2 separate regions of the Gossypium hirsutum genome follow, and region 2 is linked to region 1. Evidence: chromatin contacts called from public Hi-C data. All regions are on one chromosome and are shown on one strand. The core of a region is the stretch at or near the end of the contact, and the rest is flanking DNA. Distances in the headings are between cores, read along the strand shown. Region 1 has its middle 30 kb from the start of LOC107887263. Region 2 holds the start of LOC107909961 (anthranilate synthase beta subunit 2, chloroplastic).

Region 1 (7,607 bases), core at 2,169-4,668:
TAATTTCTTTTAAAGTTTAAGTTTATCTTTGCGAACCATGTCTTAAAACATTTTATTATCCTTTATTATGAATAAAGTTTGATGTTTATTCATGCATGAGTGTGACGGGTATTTCCTATTGTCATGATATGCGAGTCAGATTTATTAAGTAGTTTTTTTCTACAACCTCAAAAATTACATGCGTACCCTTGATAGAGATAGTCTTTCTACTTATACGAACCCTACTAAAGAATAAAAACCCTTGCATGCATGATTCATTTGTTTGCGAAGTTTGTTTTTTTGTGAAACCATATTGTATATTGCGAACTTTAGTATTATGTGAACAATTGATTTTTAGGGAACCTATACTATTGTATGCGAACTTATGCTTTTGAATGAACTCATACTTTATGTGTTGCAAACTCATGTTGAATGCTGTTATGAGAACTTTTGTTATTTGATGTTTGCATACCCCTAAGTATTTCTACTATTTGACAGGTGAACCACTCCTTTATTTGTTTTGTAAGCTCGCATGTTTTATATACTATGTATAAGTACATTTTGCTATTATGTAATAACTTAACATATTTCATGCTATAAGTAAGTGGTGTGTTGGAGGTTAGGTTGGGAGTTAACGGAAAGTCACTTCAATGGCTAATGTGGCACGTTGTATTTGGGTTGAATCTACTCGGCCGAGTTTGGGGTGTTACAGTATTACTACTGCAGGAGCATATTAGTAGTATGAAAGGTTGAAAATGTTTTTTTCTAACAAATCCTCATCAGTTATGTTTTCTCCACATAATTTCAGATGAGAACTAATTTTGAAAATTTCCAAATTGTATTCACTTACAATATTAAAATCCTACAACCATAAGTGCATCCAATCATAATGAGCTTTAAAGAGTATTATTGTTTTATGATGATCGTTCTTTCAGATTATTCCACAACTTACAAGAGTCTTTTACAATGAGATAGTCCACTTTTAATTCTTTATGCAGATGATGACGGATGAAAATCATTACTTTTGCCTTGTATTGATTAGATGCTTCCTCATCTACTCCTAGACCTTTAGCATCTAGGTGAATTTCAACATCTAGCACCCATGACAAATAATTCTTGCTTGAGATGTCTAAGGCCGTAAATTCAAGTTTGACAAGATTTGACATTATTCTCACTAAAAAAATTGTAAAATAATAAGCATTCTCAATAGAAAAACAATCCAAATATATATACCAAATTTGCGGAATAATAATATGTATGTCAAATATTGGCATAGAGAGGAATAGTCATAATAATAACTTAAGACAAATTGAAATAATTGAAATTTCTTTTAGTAACCTTAAAAAAATATGTATTCATAATTATCATTATAATATTTATATAAATTTGATTTGTATGCTTTGAATATGTCTCTTTTTATAGAAATATAATGAACAAATTACAACAATGATATGTATATCGTATATCGTATATAGTTCAACGGGAGCTTTACGAGCAAGTTATATATAGTCGCAATGACGTGAACTTTGCTATGAACTTGTAAAGGCTTGTGCTGATAACATATTATAAAACTAAAAGAAGAATACAAAGATTAAGAGAGAAAGAAAGATAAAGAAATAAAATGATGATTCAATTTTTACTTAGAGATACAATAAACTTGCACATGCCCTCTATTTATAAGGTTTCAAGTACCATAAGTTACAAATTATTAAGGACCAACATTAAGGTACCCGATAAATGATTTAGAGTTTACAAGATAACGAATTTACACATTCTTTAGGGATTACAATAGGATAAATTTGTGGGGGTTGTGGACATTCATTTATTAATGGATTTACAATACCATTCACTTTGATCTTACTCATTTTTTCATTTGCTTTGTTGTTTTATGCTCTCTTCATTTTTATCTTTTTTCCCTCTTTTTTCATGTAGATTGGCGTTGGCTCCACTCTTCCCAAATCATTAATAATGTATATGTGTTTTATTTATAACTCAAAGCAAAATCTTAACTTGAAACAAAATCTAGGCTTAAAACATTACTTTCATTCTTAACAATAGTAAAATTTTCTATCATCAATGGCCTATCTGTAGGATTTTCCTAATTATTATGAAAAGAAATAAATGAGAAAATATTAAGAATGAAGAGGACAAGAGAGAAGAGCGAAATATTCCATTATATAGTTTCAATTCTTTGGTAAGTTTCAAATTTTTGAAATTTGAGATTTTTTTTTAATTTATAATACAAAGTACCCTAGTTTTTTTTATTCTAAACCCATCATTTCTTTCTTGTAACTCTATTTACTAGATTGATTAGGTTTTTGAGTAACTTTCAATTTTGGAAAATTTTATAATACGAAGTGCTCTTTTTCTTCTCCAAATCCACTATTTCTTTTATCGAATTTCAAGTCAAGATTTTACTTTCAGCTATAAATAAAAAATATATATATTATTTTTAATAATTTATGAAGAGTGGAGCTAGTGTTGATTTGCATGAAAAAGGAGAAAAAAAAGGTAAAGAAAGATGAAAATAAAGAATGTGTAAAACAACAAAGCAAATGAAAAAATGAGTAGGATGAAAATGAATGTGTATTTAATGTTTTTTTTGTGAAAGTTCAAAGACTAATTTTTGATGAGATTGGATATAAAAATTAGCCGCAAAATTCTTGGCTTTTCTTTGTTGCAATTGATTTTTTTATATGATTTTATAATTTATTTTAAGACTTTTTTAACAATTATTGTTAAGAAAAATTTAAAATATCAAAATAAATTTTTAATTATAGTATTAACTATTAACCTTTTGAATTAAGGAGCAACGTTACTTTTCTTAATGGAGGTTAACAGTCTAGTGATAAAAATGCAACAATTTAATACCATTAGCGACTATTACGCAACTTTTGAAAGTTGATGACTAAAATATAAATTTAAACAAAGCTTAAGAACAATTCTTATGAATTACCCTCTTTTTAATATAAATTGACTTCTAAGCTAATATTTAATATCCAAACCAAAACACGGAAAAACTTGAATTATATAATGTTAATATTTAAAAAACCCAATTAGTTAGCCATTGAGATTTTTATTTGAATTTCAAAATTAAGTGATAATGTATAAATATATTATTTATGAAATTCATGAATGCCTATTTAGCAGTAATTTTAAAAATGGTAAGGAATTTATGAGTGTTAATAAATTTGTAAATATATAGTACATTGAAATCCAATTAATTTTTTCATAATATAACAAATGGAATCCCGAACACAAAATAAAAGTATTGTGAAATTTAGAACCAAATTAAAATTGGAGGACCTACTATGAAATTAATCCCGAAAGATTACATGTTTTTAGGGAAAATGATGCCTGTGGGGCTTCAGTAGCAGCAAGCCCACATGGCCGACATCCACATCGAGTGGGAGGGGTAAGAATTGTTAAGATGAGATAAAAGATAAAACGTAAAAGTGTGAATACAAGAATGATGAAATATTGTGGTTTTGGTCCCCATCCCATCTCCAACTTATTCCATCAACATCTTCTATTTCTTTCTTTCAAATTTCTACCAACTTCTTTTTCTCTACCAATTACTAACACAAAACTCATAAATTTTGAATTATGATACACAGTGGCAACAACGTATCTGCAAAAATCTTAAAAAGTCGATTTAGTTTTACTTTGAAAAGCAAAGAAGAAAGTGGGAAAACAATATACATAAATAAAATGTGCATTAAACAGAAGAAAAAGGAAGAACAGATCAAAGCAGAGCCAAGGGAGAAAAAAACACACCTTTCTACTTTATTTCTTTAGATATATATTATTCAAGGTACTATAATGTACAGGCAAAACACTGTTCCCTTTCAAAATGACCCCCGCATTTCTTTCTCCAAACATCTTTCTCTTTCTTTTTTCTTTATTTGTGGTCTTTACTTTTTGTGCTCTGCTGCGAGATTTGTTGCTGGTCAATTTGCAGGATTTGATTTTAATGTAGAAAAAATAAACAGTGAAGGTGCTCTTCTCAATTTGCCTTTGTTGCTTTAAACTAAGACACCACTTTCATGCTTGGAAGTTAACATGATTAGTGTTGTTCCTCTGTGAAATCCCATTTTTTATTAAATATAGCAAGAGAAAAAAGAAAACCTCATTTTTCTATTGAGGGAGATAATGAGATATTTTTGGAGTTTGAGCTGTTTTACATCTTTTGAAACTCATGCTTGTCTCTGAGAATTGATAACTTGCCTTGTATGGTGAGTCCGTGTTTGCTTGTGTTTTTTAGCTTAGATATGAAGTGGGTATCAAAGAAAGAAGAAGAAAAACAAGTTGAGATGGTATTGTGCATTTGGTAATGGTTCTTAAATTGCAGCAAAGCCATCACCACCAATCAGTGGCTGTCAAAGGGAATGAACAAATGGGGACCAAAAGAGGATACACATTTATTCAGTCTAACAGGGATTGGTTACCAAAACTTATTTTGCTTTGGGTAATGGTGATGGGTTTTATCAGCACTTGGATCTACAAAAAAATGGATGCGGACAACAACGTGAGGAGGGAAGAAGTACTAAGTAGCATGTGTGACCAAAGGGCGAGGATGTTGCAGGATCAGTTCAGTGTTAGTGTTAACCATGTTCATGCCTTAGCCCTTCTTGTCGCCACTTTCCATTACTACAAGAATCCATCTGCTATCGATCAGGTTTGTAAAATTTAGTTTTGGTCTTGAAAATCCTGAATGACATATGAGTTGGTTGTGGCTTATTTTGCAAGAAATGCAGGAGACCTTTGCGGAGTACACTGCTAGAGCTGCTTTCGAGAGGCCATTGCTTAGTGGGGTGGCCTATGCAGAAAGAGTGGTACATTCTGGGAGGGAGAAATTTGAGAAGCAACATGGCTGGACAATAAAGGCAATGCAGAGAGAACCTTCTCGTCTCCGAGATGAATACGCTCCTCTGATATTCTCTCAAGAAACTATTTCTTACATTGAATCACTTGACATGATGTCTGGGGAGGTAAATACTTTGCTGTTTATGGTTATTAGGCTTTACATTTAATTTCATTGTTAGAATTGACTGCCAATGTGCAGGAGGATCGAGAAAACATCGTAAGGGCTAGGGCTACTGGGAAAGCTGTCCTAACTAGCCCTTTCAGGCTACTCGGTTCTCATCATCTTGGTGTTGTGTTGACATTCCCTGTTTACAAATCCAAGCTCCCGCCAAAACCGACTATGGAAGAGCGAATTGTAGCCACTGCAGGGTATGTCCTGCACCTTATCTTTATATTGGAATCCCACTTTATTGTTTGCAAGCTCTTGCCTATTAGAGTTAGTGAATATGTCTGACTTAGTTTTGAAATTTATTGGTTGAATGAAAAAGTTGCACAAGATAATTTGAGAGTGTTGATGATGACTAAAAAGGTTTAGAGTTTATTGTAGATGAAATTGTGCTAGAATGCACATTTCAACCAATATGTTTATAGTTTAGACCTTGGTTTTGATTTGGGGTGGTGAAGTTAGTTATTCGAAGGTATATAAGTTAAGCAGAAAATTTAATGCTATATAGAAATCTTCTGTTTTTCTCCCAAATTTTGCCGGCTTGGCTACACCTGATCATTACCATTTTCTCAATGAATTTTTGTTTTTGCTTTTATATATTAGTATAGTTAGAGTTGGCAAAACTGCCCTGGCCGCAAAAGTTCGCTCGTAAGGATTCAAGTCTGAGAAAGTTTAAGCTTGTGCCCGAGAAAATTCGGGCCTAAGAAAGCCTAAGCTTGAGCTCGGCTTGGCTCAAGCCCAAGATTAATCCAATATAAAGCCCAAAAAAGCTTGAGTTTATAATTTAACAACCATAGACATTAATAATTAAAATGTTTATATGATATTATTTAAAATAAAGTTGAAATATAAATAAATGATAATTATTTATTTTATGAAAATGTATTCATAAGCATTACATATTTCTATTAAAATTGTATTATTAACAAATAGTAATTAATAATATATTTTTACGTTAAATTATATAGTGAAATGAACTTTTGACAACATTAATTGAATATAAAAATATTTGTAATACTATAATTATATATGTATAAAAAATATATAAAATTAATAATGATTAAAATCTATCAAATTTAAATTTAATGATAATATAAAATATATAATGACATAATATGTCAATTTAATCTTTATATTAATTTTTCAATTTGGACCGGGTTTATTTTTATTTAGATTGGATTTTGAGTAGAGTTTAAATAGGACTTAGGTTTGAGTTTAGTTGGTATTGAGTTTGAGTTTAAATATATATTATATTAATAGGTGTAAAGTCGATTAATTTAGTTTATACAATTTTGAATTTTAAAACAAAAATCGGACCACCAACACCAAATTAACTGATTATCTAACTCGGCCTTAAATCGAAAACACCCAAATTGAATCGAAAAATTTGAATTTACCAACTGATTTGATTAAATTAGCTTGATTTGGTTAGTTAAGTCTGTTTTAATTGTTACCTATAGATGATATACTATTACTTAATATAATAATATAGTATATAACTATTAGTGTGTATATATATAATTATTATTATATTATAGATTATATAATAAAAGATATAGTTATGTGTAATTTAGTATATTACATAATACATATTTGTAGCCAAAAAAATAGTAATACATAAAATATTACTAAAACTTTAATATCTTAATAATTAGATTTTAAATTGGATTTTAACTATTTAGATATAAGGTTTCATTTCTTTTTATTTTGTACTTAAGATTTGGACTATAATTAGATTATTTTTAGTTTAGGTAATAATGGGTATATTATTTGGATTTAGGCTTGATATAATTTGTTTGGATTTTGGAATAAATATTTTAGAATATATGTATTAGGTTTATAAAGCTAATAAGAAAGATAAAAGCTATTCAATTGTCAATACAATATATTAATAAACAACAAATGATATTTTCGTCAATTCATGTACATATCATATAATAACAAATTTTATATACAATAATCACTTTAATTATTTTATATTAATGAATTTTATTAAATATATATAATTTATGCTATTTATAAGATAATTTTGAATTGTTGTCATTGTATAAAATTAAAATGAATTATTAATTCAAAATTAAAATATTTATAATTTAAAAAATTTAAAAATATTTGAATCTGTTAGAGCTCGTCCGACTCGACCCAAATCTAAATTTAAAAAATTCCAAGTCAGAAAAGACTTGAGCTTGAAAAAAACCTGAATCCGAAAAAATTTAAGCCCGAGAAAGTCCAAACTTGAATTTTTTATCCAAGACCGAAAAACTCCAAACCTGACAAAATCCAAATACGAATAAAGCCCAATCACCTGTTTGCCACCTCTAAATATAGTCATTGAATATATTACTTTTGTTAACCTGCCAAGGTTTTAAAAAATTGGAGTTATTTTCAAATTATATTAACATCATAATCAAACAAATCTTAATTTATATCGTTGTATTCGGTATTTAAAAAATTAAGGCTTTGTTTGTTTTACTGAAAATGACTTCGGAAAATGATTTCTAGAAAATGACTTACTTTTCTGGAAAATGTAATATTTTATGGTGTTTGGATGAATTTGTGTAAAATATTTTCTGTTGTTTGGTAGATTTCCTAAAAG
Region 2 (6,504 bases), core at 2,295-4,794, 130 kb before region 1:
TCTTATTTCCCTGAAGTTGTAGTGGAGCAGGTTAAAACCGATAATCCTATCTCCCTGAAGTTGCAGTGGAGCGGATTAAAACCTTGGATCTTATCTCTCTGAAGTTGCAGAGAGCAGATCGCATCTAATCTTATCTCCCTGAAGTTGCAGTGGAGCAGACTAAGTAAGCAAGTCTTATCCTCCTGAAGTTGCAGTGAGGCAGACTGAAGATGGCAAATCTTATCTCCCGAAGTTGCAGTGGAGCAGATTAAAACCAATAATCCTATCTCCTTGAAGTTGCAATGGAGCAGATTAGAACCACAAATCATGGATCTTATCTCTCTGAAGTTGCAGAGAGCAGATCACATCTAGTCTTATCTCCCTGAAGTTGCAGAGGAGTAGATTGAAGCACTAGTTCCTATACCTCTGAAGATGCAGTAGGAAGGGACGAGGCTATTTGAAGAAGAAAAGCACCAAGGTCCAGCATGTCTGGGCAAAATCGGGCATTTTTTTAAATTTTTGCTCCGTTCTCGTTACACGATAACGAGCAAAGAGGGGCAGCTGTAATACCCGATTTTTTGCCCTGGGTACAAATAATAAACGGGCCCAAATGAAACTGCCCAACTGCAATAAAATATGCCCAAACCCAGACCCAATTAAACTACAGAGGCCCAAATTAGTGGCCTAAAATAGTCAGAAACCCTAGGGTTTCTAAGGATCTCTATGGCCGCCTCATACTACTCGCGCCGCAGCCAAGCCTCCATACCTCCGCGTCTTCGCCTGCAAGAAATAAACACAAAAGGAAACAAAAATCAAAGATCACAGATCAAGAAGATACTGAATATGATTTATTTCCTATTTTTATTATCATCATGGCTATAAAAAGGCCATTAAAACATTGTAAACAGGATCCGAAAAAACAATCAATAAAAGAAGTAGCAAATATTTTTCACAGCAAACACAAAAACTTCATCAGAGGATTAATCAGGAAATACAAAGGTTGATACTTTTATTTTCGTTTTTATTTTTTTTTACTTAATGCAATAAAACAAAATAAAGGGTAAAAGACTTATCTTTGCCCGCATTTGAAACGTCGTTAGGGCGGTCAAGGTTCGTCTCCGAGGATAAACGATTGGGAAACCGAAGGGTTTCCTAGGCTTTTAAGGTCTTTTTGTTGATATTTTGACGGATTTGGACCCAGATTTGGGCTTAGGGGAGTCTAAAGAGCCCAGGAGGGTATTTTCACCTTTCCGGCCACCGCGGACGGTGGTGCCGGCGCCGGAGATCGACGGCCGGTGCGGTGGCCGGTGACCGTCCGATGACTGGGCCCTAGCCGTAGGACAAGGAAGAGGAAAGCATTTTTGAAACCCTTTTCTGAAGTTTTTTTAAAAGAAGGAAAAATGAAATTTTTTAAATTAAGTTTTGGCTTATATAGCCTACTGAAAACGGCACCGTTTGGAAGGGTGGGATCTGCGTGTCGACCCGACCCGGACCCAGGATCCCCGTGTTTTTATGCGGAGGGGTAAATTACACTTTAGCCCCTCCGCCTTTTAATATCTTTACAATTAAGTTTTTTTTTATTTTTAAATTTACCCTTTTATTCTTTTTAAAATTCAATTCGATCCTGATTGGACGACGCGGTTTAGGGAAGTAGGGAAAATTTCCCTTCCGGTCCCTCCGTGTAATACGCGCGTTCAATTTGGTCCTTCGGTCTCCATTTATTTACAGATTTGCCTCAGAATTTTTATTTACAGTTCAAATTAGTCCTTTTTCATTTTTCAAATTAGTCCTTTTTCATTTTCTTTATTTTTTTTATTAATTAGTTTTTTTTATTCTTTTTCATATTTAATTATTTTTTAAAAATATATGTATATATATATTTTTTACATACGCATATTTATCTTTGTAGTATAATATAATTATTTTTATTTTATTTTTATGCATATGTAATTTTTTTTTATAATCTATATATATTTATTACTTATAGATGTGCCCACGCGCATATAATTTTTTTATAAAAACAAATAATTTTTTATTTATATATATACGTATTTATTTATTATTTAGTTTTTTTAATGCTCAAATATATATATTTTTAAGCACCTATTTTATAATATATATATGTTTATATATTTTTCTTTATTTTCATAAATATATTATGTATTATATATATATATATAAAAATTCTATAACCCAAAAATTTATTTGTAAATTATATGTATATTTTTAATCTTCATAATTTCCATGTGTATATTATATGTCTTCTGATCTTTATTTATTTTGTTTGCTTTCCTCATTCATTGTATAATTGTGTTTACATTTAATGTTTTGCATGTCATGGATTATTGTTTTTTTATTTTTCGTCTATTTATTTGTTTATATTATTTTTATGTCATTGATGTATTTATTATTGTTGTATTTATTATTATAGCATTTGTACGTATAATATAACGTTACATCATCTTTTACTCAAATTTAAAAATAGAAAATTTTCAAAATTGAGATAATGCTCTTATTTAGGATTTTCAAGGAAATTGAGCCCTAACGTATTGGGTTCCGATTTTCTTCGTTAAATCTATCAATCAAGCATTTCTCTTTAATCAAAAATAAGAACTCATTATTGGGAATTCAACACTTTGTGTCCTAACGTATTGGATGTGACGCATTGATTTCTCGAAATGAAGATTTTTTCTAAAAAATAATAAAAGAAATACTCCGAGTTTGGGATTTTGGAGGAATTGTGCCCTAACGTATTGGGCCGCGATTTCTTAAATCTTAAATAAATGGATATTCTTTTAAATTTTTATTATACAAGTATTCTGGCCCAATTCATTTTTTTGAGGAAATTAGAATGTCGTGCCCTAACGCATTGGGTGTGGCATTTTCTTTTTCTGAAATGATAAGGGTCTTAATACGTAACGTTTAAGAGTTTTTGCTAAGGATTATATTTTTCAAATTTTCGACATTAAAACATTAATTAATTAACTAGGTATCAATTTTTGGGCATAATGAGGGTGCTAATCCTTCCTCATACGTAACCGATTCCCGGACCCGTTTTTCTAAAATTCGTAGACCAAAGTCGTTTTTAGGTGACCCAATCACACCTTAATAAAATATTGGTGGCGACTCCCAATTTTTCTAATTTTTATCGAAGACTAATTTTTTGGTTTTTTTAAAAAAAATAAAAATGGTTTCGACACCTATAATTATTTTAAATGACTTTTATATTAAAATTTGGATTGCATTTTGTTTTCTATGCTCAAGAAATAAATAAATTAGATTAAAACATAAACTGGTCATTTTGTTAACAATGCTATCTATTTTTATTGTTTTATTGTTAAAAACGGGTGTAACTAACAAAATAATCAATTCTAGATATACTTTATTCTGACGTATAAATATTAGATTGCAATAATAAAAATAAACAAAATTTTAAAAAAAATGTTGAATTTGATCCTTAATCCATAAATAAAAGTAGCAACAGGCTGGCTCCATGCAAATCATATTTTAGATTTCCCAATAAGAATTCAGATTTCCTTCCATAATCCATAGAAACAACGAATGAAGAGAATACAATTCACCCATCCTAAAAAGAATTGTCCAAATTACACTACATATTTCCATTTTTGGATCTCAACACTGAACATTGAAAAGATGTTCCTATATAAACAAAATTCTCACTACTTGAATCATTCTAAGTCTGATTCTCCGAGAAACGGTGAACCTGAACTGCCCTTCCCACATTCTAATACTCTCACTCATTACTAGAAAAATGGCGGCTAATTTTATTACTCACTTATCTCTGGTTCATCCAAAACCTTCACTTTCTGCTAAATCCCTTCAAAACCCGTCTCTGTCTCACCTCTCCAAGCTCTCTCCTTCATCAAGTCTCTCTCTCTCTCTCTCTCTCTCTCTCTCTCTCTCTCTCTCGTACAGATTATCACAGGGACGTTCTTTTTCTGGTTTGCTTTGCAGGTGTTTGTTTTTTGCCAATCAAGAGAAGTGGGGTTGTGGGAAAACTCTCATTCGCATCGGCTGTAGCGGATTCAACATCTTCAATTCCGGAAGACAAGAAAATCAGCAAGAATCCCATTATCGTCATTGACAATTATGATAGTTTCACCTACAATCTTTGCCAGGTTTAATTGCATCTTCAAAATTTTGTTTCCTTCTCTCTGTCTAATCTTGCGTCTTCTCTGAGTTTCCCTTGATTCTGAAACGCTGTTGATTGCCTACAAATCTTTACGAAAACAATATAGAGTTACTTGTTTCCAGTTTTCACTATGCGTGAGAATATAGGGAAGACTTGATAATTTTATTAAAGTTAAGAAACCCAATTAAATTGACTATAATAGGAAGAAAGTACTTTATTAGATATGTTTTTTCCTTATAATATATCATATATGTTTGTTTGTTTGTATGTATACATGCATGTATATGGTATAGAAACGTTGTAACTTTGTTATGGCTAATTGTCAATTGAAGGCAAATATGGTTTGTGGGTATCAACCAGAAAAATGATGTGTTGTGTTGAAAGTTACCTATGCTGTGGTGATTTGAATTCGGTATCCTTTATAATGGAGGTCCAATTTGATGGTCTTGACCAATGAAATTCAGTACTCAACAGCAAGTGCAAAGTCTCTGGTCAGAGATTGCCACAATTGCAATAAAAAATGACTTTATCTTCCCTTTTTTTTTTATGGTAAGAAAAAATGTTGAGAAACCAACAGTATTAGGGAATAGAATTATATTTGACCACACCAATGTGGGGACCGTCCCTGCTTGATTCTTGTCTTTCTCCTTTTAAGAAGGTCTACTCTTCGTTTTTATCATCACCTTACGAAATGAATAATAGAATTTACATTACAGAATTTTTAGTACTTGAAATGTTGTTTCTTCATCATGTTGAATATCCTCAAGAGTTTACCTATAATTTTGTAGTATGTGGGAGAGCTTGGATGTCATTTTGAGGTTTATCGAAATGATGAGTTGACAGTAGAAGAGTTAAAAATGTAAGAACTAAGCTTCTTACTGCTGCAATGTGTTTTTATAATCCACTCATTTAACATGATGGCTACTTGAGTGGTGAATGATTACTTGTTAACATATAATCTCGAAATATTTGATTCAATAACGACAATTTTCTTGTATATTTGTAGGAAAAATCCTAGGGGAGTGCTTATCTCTCCTGGTCCAGGTAATAGTTTGTTATATGTTTTTTTCAAACGATAAATAAATTAAACATGAGAATTTTCATATTTAAGCATTTGATGTATACTTTGTATTCTATCCTTCATATAGGAACACCCCAAGATTCTGGAATATCATTGCAAACAGTTTTGGAACTTGGACCTATTGTACCTTTGTTTGGTGTTTGTATGGGTTTGCAGTGCATCGGTGAGGCTTTTGGAGGTGAGCATTCTAGGATACCTTAAGCAACTGTTGTTTATGCTAATAATGTTTCTACACAACACAATATTTATGCTAAGAATGCTAAATTGACATTTATTTTTATTTGTTTATGAAAATCATGGAAGATTAGCTGCTTGCTGGTGGGATTTTAAAGTGATCTTTGACTTCATTGAAAATGCAGGAAAGATAGTCCGATCTCCCTACGGTGTCGTGCATGGCAAAAGTTCTCTCGTGTATCATGATGAGAAGGGGGAAGATGGGTTGTTGGCTGGATTGTCAAAGTATGCATTACTTCTTCCAACGTGATTCTCGATTTAAAATTCTTCGACTGTGCTTCAATTATGTTTTATCTGTAGTCAAACTATCAACTTGATCATATTTGTTTCTTAAGCTATCTTTCTGTACCTCTAGTGGTTCCATAACATCACTTTCTCGTAACAAGTTTCAACTTCTAGGAAATACTATGTATTTCCATTTTCCTATATCCTACTACCTTGTGCTTAGCATGTGTTATATTGCATTGTATGTTAAAAAAATTCCCATTTTATTTTCATTAATTTCACCTCAAATTATTGGTAATTCTTTCTATTATTATGCATTTTCCAGCCCCTTCAATGCAGGAAGATATCACAGCCTTGTGATTGAAAAGGACAGTTTTCCCGGGGAAGCACTCGAGGTTACTGCTTGGACAGAAGATGGACTGATTATGGCTGCTCGGCACAAAGTCTATAAGCATGTTCAGGTAGCTACCATCGCTTTTTACTCGGAACGCATTGGTTCAATGATTTCGTTGCTATGTTAGAACTGATTTCTTCACCTAAATTAATTGCACTCCTAGCTCAAAAAATTGCAGTAACTATACGTTACCATCAAAACGAATCACAAAAGAGAAGTGCTGGTTTTTTGCGCCTTCCTTGTTTCTGCCTTCTAAAACCATGCATTTAATTCACTCGACTCATCTATATAACTTTGTCTGAATTAGAGTAGCAAGTTTATGGTGATGAAATTAACACATTGATCGAAAACTGTAGGGCGTACAGTTCCATCCGGAGAGTATCATAACTTGGGAAGGCAAAACAATTGTTCTTAATTTCGTCAAACTGATAGAGAGAA

What was found. Hi-C and Micro-C count contacts between places; a contact is called where the count stands out from the background.
Region 2: a contact with region 1 is called in a Hi-C map of leaf, with 6 times the contacts expected there. The contact joins the promoter of LOC107909961 here to the enhancer-like site in region 1. A contact is called at or near these places in 8 of 34 Hi-C or Micro-C datasets (hypocotyl, leaf and petal).

Annotation. Positions count from the first base shown.
Region 1 is chrD02:50,044,507-50,052,113 of Gossypium_hirsutum_v2.1, reverse strand. It overlaps the pseudogene LOC107909963. Among protein-coding and RNA genes, the nearest start is that of LOC107887263, 30 kb to the right of the region's middle. Within about 2 kb of position 3,418, at least 4 of the 9 cell types and tissues checked have an H3K27ac peak or open chromatin away from gene starts, as enhancers often do. A contact at or near this core is called in leaf, where this site is marked.
Region 2 is chrD02:50,176,034-50,182,537 of Gossypium_hirsutum_v2.1, reverse strand. It overlaps LOC107909961 (anthranilate synthase beta subunit 2, chloroplastic), which reads left to right and starts at 3,544. Exons shown (of 8, transcript XM_016837677.2): 1 at 3,544-3,866; 2 at 3,955-4,118; 3 at 4,921-4,991; 4 at 5,139-5,176; 5 at 5,281-5,391; 6 at 5,573-5,672; 7 at 5,998-6,133; 8 at 6,423-6,504. The coding sequence starts at 3,752.